2 separate regions of the Culex quinquefasciatus genome follow, and region 2 is linked to region 1. The links are chromatin contacts, called in public Hi-C maps. All regions are on one chromosome and are shown on one strand. The core of a region is the stretch at or near the end of the contact, and the rest is flanking DNA. Distances in the headings are between cores, read along the strand shown. Region 1 holds the start of LOC6032341 (zinc finger protein 761). Region 2 holds the start of LOC6032329 (NF-kappa-B inhibitor-interacting Ras-like protein).

Evidence for each region. Hi-C and Micro-C count contacts between places; a contact is called where the count stands out from the background.
Region 2: a contact with region 1 is called in a Hi-C map of whole body, with 4 times the contacts expected there. The contact joins the promoter of LOC6032329 here to the promoter of LOC6032341 in region 1. A contact is called at or near these places in 2 of 2 Hi-C or Micro-C datasets (both in whole body).

What each region holds. Positions count from the first base shown.
Region 1 is chr2:13,319,721-13,325,963 of VPISU_Cqui_1.0_pri_paternal, reverse strand. LOC6032341 (zinc finger protein 761) reads right to left here and starts at 1,815. Exons shown (of 5, transcript XM_038252409.1): 1 at 1,685-1,815; 2 at 606-1,070; 3 at 1-546. The coding sequence starts at 1,693.
Region 2 is chr2:13,454,561-13,460,532 of VPISU_Cqui_1.0_pri_paternal, reverse strand. It overlaps LOC6032329 (NF-kappa-B inhibitor-interacting Ras-like protein), which reads left to right and starts at 3,740. Exons shown (of 3, transcript XM_001842907.2): 1 at 3,740-4,019; 2 at 4,171-4,407; 3 at 4,516-5,337. The coding sequence starts at 3,906. The coding sequence ends at 4,821. It overlaps LOC6032330 (dihydroceramide fatty acyl 2-hydroxylase FAH2), which reads right to left. Exons shown (of 5, transcript XM_038255361.1): 5 at 5,323-5,487. The coding sequence ends at 5,402.

The DNA.
Region 1 (6,243 bases), core at 566-3,065:
AACATCCCCGTCGTCCTCCTCCAGCCTTCGATGCGTGCTCCCGCCTGCCGCCAGTAGCTGGGTGTCCTTGGCCAAACAACTCGTCAGCTCGAGCGCGTTTCCATCGGCGTCCTGCGTCAAAATGGTAGTGGTCCCGATTTCTTCCGCCCCGTCACTTCCACCCGGGTCTTCGTCGGCCTCCCCGCCGCCGGATCCTCCGCCGATGGTTTCGATCACGTTGTCGTAGATGTAATCCGGATCGCCCTCGTCGGCGATGATCTCCACCATGTTGCCGTCGCTACCCTCGAAGAACTGCTCCATCGTAATGGTTGACGGGATTTCGCAGATCTCGGACTTGATGAAGACGTCCGTGGTGGCGGTTTCGACGTCCTTTGGGACCATCTTGATGATGGACCTGGAGTTGCTGTTTCTGGTTGGCGAGCTGCACTCCGTTGGCCGTGGTATGAAGTGTAACTTGGGCATTTGGCGGATGATGGTTGGTTCGGAATCCATGTCCGTCACCTCCGATGAGGCCGGAACGACAGCGGTCAAATCTCCGAGGGTGATCTAGCGGAAAGAGAGAAATTAATAATTTGGCAGTGACAAAACGAGCTCTCAAAACTCACAATGTCCGCATTTGGGTCCGCAAGCTCCAAGCCCTGCGAAACGTCGTCGTCCAGCGCTTCCGCCTCCGCGTCGACCAGATCTTTGGCCGTCAAACTGGCGGTCAGTTTCGCCACAGTACTGTTGTAGCTAACGGTCAACTGCAACTTGATCGAGTCGAGACGGTCCAGCAGGTGTTGGTACTCGTTGCACAGCAGATTGCACTGCAGACAGATGGCCTGCGAGTGGGACAGCTCCGGCGTGATGTCGATCTGCAGCAGATTCGAGAGGATGTGCGCAGGACTGAGCGCTTCATCTTCCTCGTCCGTTATGATCGGGAACAGTTGGCAGAGTTGGCCAATCGATTCGTCGGCAGCGCTCGAGATGGCCACGTTGCAAACGTAGCAGTACAGCGGGTCTGTTTCCTCAAACTGGTGATGCTGGTCGTGGAGGTCTCCCAGGACCACGGCCGCAGCCTCGCCGAGCATCTACGGAAATACATTATAAAATTTGTAAATTTTCATGTTTAAGAATATTGAAAAAAGGTCCTAAAAGATATTGTGATTAATATGTTTATAGGACCTTTTCTAAAAAAAACTCTGGAAATATTTGTTTTACAGATCTCAATCGCGGTTTAAATTAATGGTCAATTCAAATAAAAAATCTTCAAAAATAAAACGTGTTATTTTTTATTGAGAAAAACTAATTTGAAAGGCATTTAAATTATCTTGGATTTTTTTTTAAAATCAGTTGGGTTTATTTATATTTATTTTTCTCTTGATTTTTCTGAATATTTATTCCAAAATATCGTGAAGCGATAAATCGAGTTATTACTGTAGTCAATTTCTATTCCAATAAGAATTTCGCTGCAAAACCAAATCATACGGCACCGTTTCAAAACAAAACTTTTGACATTCCTCTTTACGCCAGCCCTCGTCAAGCCAAACAACGACAGCTGTCACCCGAACCAGGTCCCACCAGCGATGACGCCATTTGGGGTGCCAAATTCACGTGTTTCAGGGCAGTGAAAATTCGCTAAAATCGCACCAAATCGCTCGCAAAGCTCACTTTTCTCGATTTTCATCTCCGTTCGGGTACATACCATGTTCATTGGCAGCAATTTGAATCGATTTTTCCGGGTGTAAATAATGGTTTTACAAAATTTTCATTGCAGAACGTTGTCAGCATTGGGTTTTTGAGTGGCCCACACACACGCGAAGAAAGAACGAAAAGTCAAAAAAAAGACGGAAGAACGGCGAAAGAAACGCGAAGTGGATACGGGTTCGGCTTTTTGTGCCGACATCGTTTTGTTGCCGACAAGCATCGGTGAAATATTTCAACCGAAAGTTTGAACTGTCAGTTAGCGTGTTGTTTTGTTTTCGATCAAAGCAATCCGTTATTCAAAAGAAAATGTTCGGTTCAAAAAATTAATAAGTTCTCATGTGGTTTTGCCAGTTCAAAAGTAAAATTTTCAAGTGAATATGTTTGCAATACATACCACAGATACTAGTAACGAACAATTTGATCAGAAAAAGAAGTTATTGCTAAGAAAGTGTTGTGAATCTTAACGTGTCTAACATTTTCAGGTAAGTTGATACATACTTGAGTAGGGGAAATGCTCATAAGCTTGGCAGGTTAAGCACTCGCTCCTAAGTCCATCCAATTGGCTGGTTTTAACTATTAAAACAACTTATTTTGCAAAAAAAATGATAGAAACTTGCTTGCTATCACTCGATTTCAGTTGAAAACGCTTTAAAGCTAGTATGCAGATTGGAAGGAAAGGGGTCAAGAAACAGCTTTACGATCAGCAGAACAAAGGAGAGGGAGCGATTTCTTGGGGCTTTTCTTCACCCTCTCTGACTTGCTTGCGCTGCCGCTGCTGCCCATTAACATTTTTTCTTGACCGGTTCCTTCCGAAGTGCGTATACCGCTTATAATGTGGCCCCTCTTAAACCAGGGTGGCCACCTCGGGAAAAAACCGGGAAAACCGGGAAAAACCCGGGATTTTTATCCACCGGGAGAAAACCGGGAAAAACTCGGGAATTCGACTGACAAACCGGGAAAATATTTTAAGTTTATTTAAATTTTGACAAAAGCCCCTCTTTAATGTATTCAATATGTTCTTTTCTCAAATAGAATATTATTCCTGTTATTCTAAGTGAAGAAATCGCGAAAACTAGCATTTTTTTCCTCTACAGCAGCGGTTCTCGACCACATGTACCCCTGTGGGTACCACGAGCGGTCTCAGGGGGGCCAGAAAAAACCCCTCAAACGAAATATTTAAGAGAAAAAAAATAAATTGATTTGAAGCAAAAGCTAACAACGATATTTAAGATGCAGTGAATTACGGGCGAATTATTTTTGATCAATCAGAAAATGTTTAAAAAAATATTTGAATGATAAACCTATAATTTGCATTCGTTAAGAAATTTTAAGAATTTAAAATAAAGTGCACCGTTTTAGAGTTTTTTCTTTTTGTTTTTTCTACGAATATTTGTTTCAAATTTGTAAATTGTGCCAAAAATATTCAAAAATATTTGAATGATAAACCTATAATTTGCATTCGTTAAGAAATTTTAAGAATTTAAAATAAAGTGCACAGTTTTAGAGTTTTTTCTTTTTGTTTTTTCTACGAATATTTGTTTCAAATTTGTAAATTGTGCCATTTAATTTAAAACATTCAAAATATTTGTAAAAATAATCATATGTTTCATAATTTGGATATTGTTAATTTGACCTTTGTTTGCTAAAATATTAGTTGTCCATAAAATTTAAATCAGGATTTTTTTTTTAATTTCATGATCAAGATTTGTCCTTCAAAGAAAGCAGTAAAGAATTTTCTCAACCATTCGATTTTTTAAAGCTAAAATAGAATGATTTTTTAATGTAAATAGCTACAACTTCTAAAAAATACTATTAAATAGCATGTTTAAATCTGAAATCAAAACTATTTTTGAAAATTTTTCAAATGTATATTTTGGGCAGTTTAAAAAATCTCTGTTCCAAAAACAATTCGTCGGTAATCATAAATTTATACAAAATTATTATTATTAAATATGGAAGAAAAAATAATAGAAAAAATAAAAGAAAAAATAAAAAAAAGTCAATGAATATTTAATTAACAGAAAGAATATCTCCAAAATGCTTGGCATTTTCAGCAGATAGTTTAAGAAATACAGAAAAACATTTTATTTTGATGCTTTACTAAGAAAACTGATTTGAAGAAATGTACATGGACGTTGAGTAAAAAAACAAAAAAATTAAATATAACAAAAAAATTAAAGAACAAGCCATAGTCTCAACATTTGAATGCAAAAAGTGTTTAAAATTGCATTTTACGCTAGTTCAGTTGTTTTGCAATTATTAGTCTTCAAAAAATGTACGGAAAAAACTTTTTGCGATATTAAAGACCGAAAATTAAAAAAAAAAATCAAAAGATTATTTAATCAACCCAAACATGCTTAACAATGATTCCAAACGCAGGGGAATGTATTTTAAATAGATTTCAGCTGATTGCACTCAATTTTCGATTGAAATTTAGATGTTCTATGAAAAAAAATTTTTTTTGCCCCCTGATTTTTCGGGGCAACTTTGAAGGAAGGGACAAAAACTTTAAATAAAATTTGTACCAGCCTTATGTGTTGTTGAAAAAATCGCAGCTCGATCATTTTTTATGATTTTTTACCATTTTGTGTTTTGGGTATTTCAGACAGTTTTTCTAAATTAAAATTATTTTCGAAAATTTATTCCATCAATCAACTTACCGAAGATACTTAATCGATAAAAAAAAAGTGTCAAGATACCGTTTTTTTTTTATATTTGTATGTAACTTTCCTGCACTGCTGCCAAAGTGTATACATTTTTGTTTGGACTAATGATTCAAAAAGACTTTTTGGTTAAAAAGAAAGTACTCACCAAAAAATAATAATTAATTCACAGAAATTGATAATTCTTGGAATAATCGTTCTTCTTGAATACACAAAACCTTTTTTCAAAGAAACTTTACGAGCATTTATATAAATGTTGATAACAATGTATTTTTGCAAATCTTTTCTACAAAATTAATAAATTCTGGAGTTTTTTTTGAAAAGGACCTATAAACCAAATTTTCAGTTTTTGCTTTTTGAGTGTTTTTAAATACCCCTGACTCAAGGCGGTTTCAAAAACACCCAAAAAGTAAAAACTGGAAATTTGGTTTATTGGACCTTTTCAAAAAAAAACTCCAGAATTGTAAATGCCATTTCCTGCTTTCTAATAATAATTAATGTTATTCTAAAAAATAAAAAAGTTTTTTTTTTATTTTTAGTTTGTAAAATCTATAGAGCATGATGATGAAAAATCCCAATCATTAGAAAAATTAGAGGTTTGGATTGGAAACAGATAAAAACGGCTTCGTTTTCAACTTACTTACTTTGTACTCAAGATATTTGAAAGCTTTCTTGAGGAACTCAAACTTTGAACCAAATGTATGCGTTCCAAAAGTATGTTGATACCAACGTTAGCCTAAAAAAAACATTGTAATTTGGTTTAAAAACATTCCGGAAAATTCCTTCTGGTCTCGGAAGAAAACCGGGAAAAAACCGGGAAATTGAAAATCGAAATCTGGTGGCCACCCTGCTCTTAAACCTTGCGGTTTCGTCAACGGATCCACAGGCGTGTATCGTTCTTTTTGCGACAAGACACCGCCTCCCGGGTCTCCTAAGTGTGAAGGTATGGCACAGGGAGAGGGCACCGAATACCTATCTTTAGCTATTTTTTGCGTCTGCCTCGGGATTCGAACCGGCGACCTCTGGATTGTGAGTCCAGTGCGCGGTCCGATTGATCCACACAGGCAGGCTAAAATTTAAAAAAAACTGTTATTGAATGTCATAGTGCTGATATGGCAATATAAAAGGCACGCTTGAGTTAAATGCTGTTCCCCTTACTTGTTAACAACATATTTAAGTTTATAATACACATTTTGAGATGCATTTCTTTTTGTACTTTATCGTTTGACTAAGTTGAGCTCTACCAAATTTGAAAACGAATTTCTAAAACTATCCCAACGACTAGCAATAGGGTCCCAACGCCCTATGTCAATTTTTATGTACAACAAAAAAAAAAAAACGTTTAAAAACCATTTCTGTTCACTTTTTTTTAATGCCAAAAAATATTGACATGACAAAATTTTCACGATGAATCAACTATGGTCCCCTTGGAACGAGCTGTCAAGAAGGACCGCGAAGTTATTTTTTTTAAATTGATTTAAAAATCCATTTTAAATCCATTGCGGTCGTACAAAGTGTCAATGTGCTCAGAAAAATAAGCTTTTCCGTTGTGGACAATAATATCACAAATTTAAGCTTCATTTTAGGACCGAACTAAAGATTGTAGTGGTAGTGTTATGTCGCCGCATGTGTATTTTTGCACGAATTGAATTAATGACGCCATTTTGTGTTGTTCTCCATGTTGTTACTTAGGGAGCGTTCTTTTATTGCGAAACGCAAAAAAATGTTTTTTTACCGGACCTGCTAAGTCGTGAAGATAACGATAATCTATCTCCACGATAACGGTCGATAACTTATTTTATATATATTTATTTCTAAAATTAACTCCATTCAACCCCAATATGTTGAATTTTCAAAGCATTCTTTTAGAAAATATTTTTTTGATAATATGGTA
Region 2 (5,972 bases), core at 2,491-4,990, 130 kb before region 1:
CTTCGGTACCGAGACCTGGTTAGGACCGGGGATCAAATGCATAAAAATAAATAAATACACTACGGCAGGAGTTAATCCGCACCGAACTTGCGGGACATGGTGCCGACCACCCTTTCCTGGTCCGAGCGGATCTTGCAACTCCTCAGCCGCGCGGTGAACTCGTAGAACATCTTCCACAGCTCCCCGAGGAACATCTTCCACAGCTCCTCCGTGCTGTACTTCGTCTCCTTTCGCCTTGGGTTGGCCACCGGCGCCAGGGCCAGTGTTTCCTTGACTGCTCCTGCATCAGCTGCGGATTGTGGTTCTGTCTTCTTAAGCTTATCCGGGATCGGGACCGGAACCGGCAGCGGAGGGAAATCCGCCGCGGAGAACGACGGTACCACCGGACTCTGTTTGTCTTTCTTCCAAGCTGGCGGCTTCGGCTCGGACGCCTGCTGGATGAACTGCGCACGTTTGGGGCAACTACGGTCCAGACCCTCGTGCGATCCAGAGCAGTTAGCACACTTTTTGGGTTGAGTTACTTCGACTTTACAGTGTTCCGCCCACAGTTGTTGCATCTGCTTTTGAGATAACAGTTCCTGGCTCCATGTCCCAGGCGGAGGCAATTCCTGCACTGGGTCACGTTGGATTGCTTGTTGTTGTTGTTTTTGTCACCCGCTAGCGCGCTGAATTTGTTGCTGTTGAGCAGGGTCTTCTCAACTTTTTCTCCTTCGATGACGATTCCAGTGCCCTCGCTTCCGCTTCCGATTCCCGCGGACGGGACTAAAATCTTCCTCCTCGGAAATCCTCCACCTCCATTCGTGAAAAACTTCCAAGCACGCGAAATGACAACACGAGCAAAACACGTCTTAACTTGTCGCTAGCTGGCGACTTAGTCCTTTCTTAAACCTTAATTGCTCCAATTCTTAAAATTAATATATTCTCAAATTTGTACATTTTGGAGTCATATTTTAGAAATAAAAATGTCTTTATTGGATTTTAAATATTGACGAGGACTCACCGAGGACTTCGAACATGCAGAAAAATAAGGCATATATATAACGTTTTGTTGATTTAAAAATCAAGATTTTTGTTGAATTTACGCTAAACGTCAAAGCAACATTTTCAAAACAATAAAATATTTTTGTGGAATTGAGAAAATCAAGGTTTGTTTCAACGCAAAATCGGCGTTGATTATATTCAACCAAAATTTTGTTGAATCCAACCTCGTACAGGTTGATTCTACAAAATATTTTTCTGCGCGTATGTACGAACTGTTTTCAATTTTATAAAATTCCTGCCGAAATCAGAACAACGTAAGCAGAAATAAATGCCAAGTCTCGGCAAATTGTGAGTTAGTTAATTTTCCGAGGTTCAGCATTTTTCTGCCGAAAAAAAAATTGTTCTGTTTTCAGCAGAATTCTGCCGAACTCGGAAATAAAAAAATGAGCATGTAAAAATTAGATTTATTTTGTTTTTAAATTTTTTGATGCATTAATTTTCTAAATGGTGAACAAAACTAATTTTTTTTTTCTATATATTGATTGTAGCATTAATAAGTGATTTAATTGTTGAAGTTCTGAAAAAACAAAAACTTCAAATAAAATTTGTAACAGCCTAATCTTTGAAATTAATTTTTTTTATTGCTAAACCTTTCAACTTTTGATTTTGAATTTAGAATTTTTCCAATTAATTTTTTTAAATGTGTGTTTTTTTAAATTTACTTATCTTTTTTTTGTTAAATTGACATTTGAATATTTGTTATTTTTGAAACATTTATATTTTGGAGTTTCTCAATTCTGGAATTTATAAATTTCTGTGTTATTTTTTTTAGTTTTTGATTTATTTAATTGTTAATTGTTCGGTTCGTCCGACGGAACTTGGGCCCTTTACGTGCGAATAGAGCTTTATGACGTTTCGCGTACACACACTAGCGCACCATTTGATTTTGCTGGCCGGTCAAAATTTAACCTCAATCTTTTTCGTGTACGTACACGCAATACATGCGCACGTAGATAACTCTATATCTGGAGTTTTTTTTAAAAGGACCAATAAACCAAATTTTCAGTTTTTGCTCTTTGGGTGTTTTTCAATACCCCTGACTCAAGGCGGTTCTAAAAACACCCAAAAAGCAAAAACAGAAAATTTGGTTTATTGGACCTTTCAAAAAAAAAAACTCCAGATATGAAACACTTTGTCCGACGATTGTTGAGGTGAAAAGTCATCGATCATAATCGCAATTGCGATTGGACACTCAATAATATTTTAACTTAATAAATGTACATGGAAAAGAAAATTTGAATAAATATAAATTAAAAAAAAACCATGGTTGGGTTTTCAGTGCAGGACCTTTTTTTTTAAAAAGAATACTCCAGATACAATTTATATCTTGGATAAGGTTTCAAAACGACGAAACGACAATGGTAAACAAACTTACCAATTTCAAATAAGGTTAACCCTAGGGTTAACCATTGTTTTGATGCCAACATTTCAAAAAGCATCATGTACAAACCATGTGTTTTGAGAAAAACGCATTTGAATGTTGAGCATCCATTTTCAATTGGGTCCTAAAATGAAGCTTAGATTGTTGATATTATTGTTTACAGCGATAAAGCTTATTTTTCTGAGTACAATGACCCTTTGTACGAGCACAAAGAGTTTAAAATGGATTTTTAAATCAATTTTGAAAAATTAACCTCGCGGTCCTTCTTGACAGAAAAGCTCCTACTTGACAGCTCGTTCCAAGGGGACCATAGTTGATCCATCGGAAAAATGTTGTCTTTTCAATTGGGTCCTAAAATGAAGCTTAGATTGCTGATATTATTGTTTACAGCGATAAAGCTTATTTTTCTGAGTACAATGACCCTTTGTACGAGCACAAAGAGTTTAAAATGGATTTTTAAATCAATTTTGAAAAATTAACCTCGCGGTCCTTCTTGACAGAAAAGCTCCTACTTGACAGCTCGTTCCAAGGGGACCATAGTTGATCCATCGGAAAAATGTTGTATTGTCAAAAAAAAAAAAAATTGCATTAAAATGAAAAAAAGTGATCAGAAATGGTTTTTTATCGTGTTTTTTACCGTTGTACATAAAAATTGACATAGGGCTTTTGTACCCAATTACCATTTTTATATAAAAGCAAAATAAGATTTTCTAATGATAACAAACGATGAAAAACGTTGCTTTTATTGATAATTGATCATCCAAATTCAATAAAACATTATTTCCGTAATTTTATTTAAGAAAAACAAACATAACTCCTTTTGATATCACCAACGTCTATATCACCCTGCTGTCATTGAGGGGGACGCTTTGTTATGATTTGTTTTTCTTCGCCGAATGTACATGGCGCTTTGTTCATGTTGCTTTTTTCCGTCACGAGGTTCATGTCGTCTTTTGTTTGACAGGTTGACAGGGCTATATAAACAGGGACTGCTGATAGCCGAGATTTTGTTTATGTTACTTTATTTAAAATCATGATTAAACAGACTTTACTGAAGTAACTTTTGCTCATTTTTGGTGGAGAGGTAGCTTATTAGGAGTACTTTCAGAATATACAATAACCCAGAAAGTGTCAAAATGTACATGATGCCTTTTGAAATGTTACCGTCGGTTTATCATTGAAGTTCAGGCCGATGAAGTCCGTAATAGAGGTGAGGTGAATGTTTTCCGTGCAGTCGAACAAACGCAAACTGGGTTCAAAAACGCAAACTTCCCCTCTACAAAGGGGCTCACTCGGCGTCCCAAGTGTTGACAGTTTTACCCAGAAACAAACAGCTTTGATGTCAGTCGCAGTTCACGACTCCGCTACTGTTCATCAAGAGTTCCATCGCTTTAATTTTCTAATTACTACCAAAAATTTACTTAAAACACTATGCTAGTGCTGTGATTATCGGTTCAAACAAACGCGGGCGAAGAAGCCAATCATGTTGACCTCGAAGATAAGCAAGGTCGGCAAGGTTGTCATTTGTGGGGCCAAAGGCGTCGGCAAGACATCAATTTTGGAGCAACTTATTTACGGAAACGTTACCCTCGACACGGTAAGCGTCAGGTCTTGTGACTCAACTGGGTGGAATAACTGGACTTTTTTAATTGAGTGGCGGGAGCAGGGCGCGCAATGACTCAGAGATGCGCCGGATGGGGGCAATTAGTTACTGTTAGGTGTTAATATTTTGCGTTGTTTTCTTTTAGGAGATCCACAGCACAATTGAGGACACTTACGTGGCCAGTGTGGATACGGGCAAGGGAAGTCGGGATACTTTGAGGATCTACGACACGGCGGGGCTGCAGGGCAGTGTCCAGTTACCGCGGCACTATCTCAGCTATCCAGATGCGTTCATCTTGGTATATGATCCTAGCGATCCAGCCAGTTTGGACATGCTTGGAGGGATCAAGGCAGACATTGACAAGTTCAAAGACAAGAAAGAGGTCAGTTTCGGAAAATTTTGGTATCTTTAAGGTTTCCTGTGATCATTGCGATACGATCTACATTGGTCAAAATAAGAAAACTCAGCATTCAGTAAATTTCTCCCTCAGATCTTCGTCATTGTGATAGCAAACATGCGCTCCCGCCAGTCGTCCCGTTCGGCCAATTCATCCCCGCTGAGTTCGCCCCAAATTCAGCAGCAGCAAACGGACGCAATAGAATCGAACCTTACCCGGGCCAACAATTGGTGCGCCCGAGAGCGCATCAAACACTACACCGTCAACGCGATGGAACGCGCTTCGCTGTACGAGCCGTTCGTCCAGCTGGCCAGCCGGCTGTATCCGCCGCAGACGAAGAGTAGCTTCCCGCAGCTGCGTCAACTCACGCAGAAAACCTCCAAAGTGGACAATAGCTAGGTCCCGCCGATCTCCCGCAGGGTACCAAAAATGTTGCGTTTATTTTGAACTTTTATCCTCTTACGCTTTTTGAAAAACGGTGTATTTAAGTTGAACGAAGCAATTCGCATTTCGTTCAGTGATCAATTAAGCTGCAATTTATCCTGTATTCTAATATTTTTATTTTAAGTAAAAACTCTTAGACTGCACCACCTTACTGATAGGAGAGAGAGACCAAGTTCCAAAGTGCACCACCCTCAATTTTCTACCTTTTGTGTAGTAGTTAATAGTATAAGTATAAAGCAACATGTTCTCAAACGTATTTAAAGTGCACCCTTCCTCTCGCGTCTAGTTTTTTGTTTTAGTTCGTAGAAGCACAACCTAGTAGTCATCGAATAAGAAAACGTAAAAAAACGAAAACGTGTATCTCCTCTGTAAACGTGTACTTAAAGTTAGTGGCGAATCCAAAAAAGTTAAAGCAAGCAAACACATCAGTATATGAAATATATAATATATCCATCGTTTATTTTTTAAGTATAACTGCCTTTTATTTTCCACTTTGTTTCATTTGGTTTGTTAGCTAAATACCAAGCACCGGGTGTTACCATTTGAGCAAATACTTCAGTTTGCGCAGGAATATCGGCGTGCCGAACACCTTGTCCCAGACGGTGCTGCTGATGCCGAAACCTAGAAAAAAAGGATGACGTTTTACTTATAAGAAACAATATTTAGAAAAGTATTTTAATTTTAATTCTAGAACACTTTGTGTTTGTTTCCTATGCTGGTAGGACCTTTTGAAAAATTACACTGAATTAAACTTTTGGTGTCTTTTTCAAAACCTTATGTTATTGATTTCAAATTTCAAGCATAATTGACAAAAAAAAAAATAACTTATAACTAAAGTAATTACTTTACTTCATATTTTTTTACCAAGTTACAATTTTAATGGGATTTTTTTAAACTCATAAAATGATACAACTTGGGTAAACATGTTTGGATCGGCCATAGCTCGAAAGATGGCACTCTTGGTATTATAAAACATATTTAAAAATTAATTAAAAGAAAGAACTTGTTTTTGTTTTTGTTTTACCCTCTTCTGCCCAAATTTTTTTTCGAAATTATTTATTTTTTCCGTGTTTAGGAGGTCATTTTGAGCAACTTTTGTTCTACGA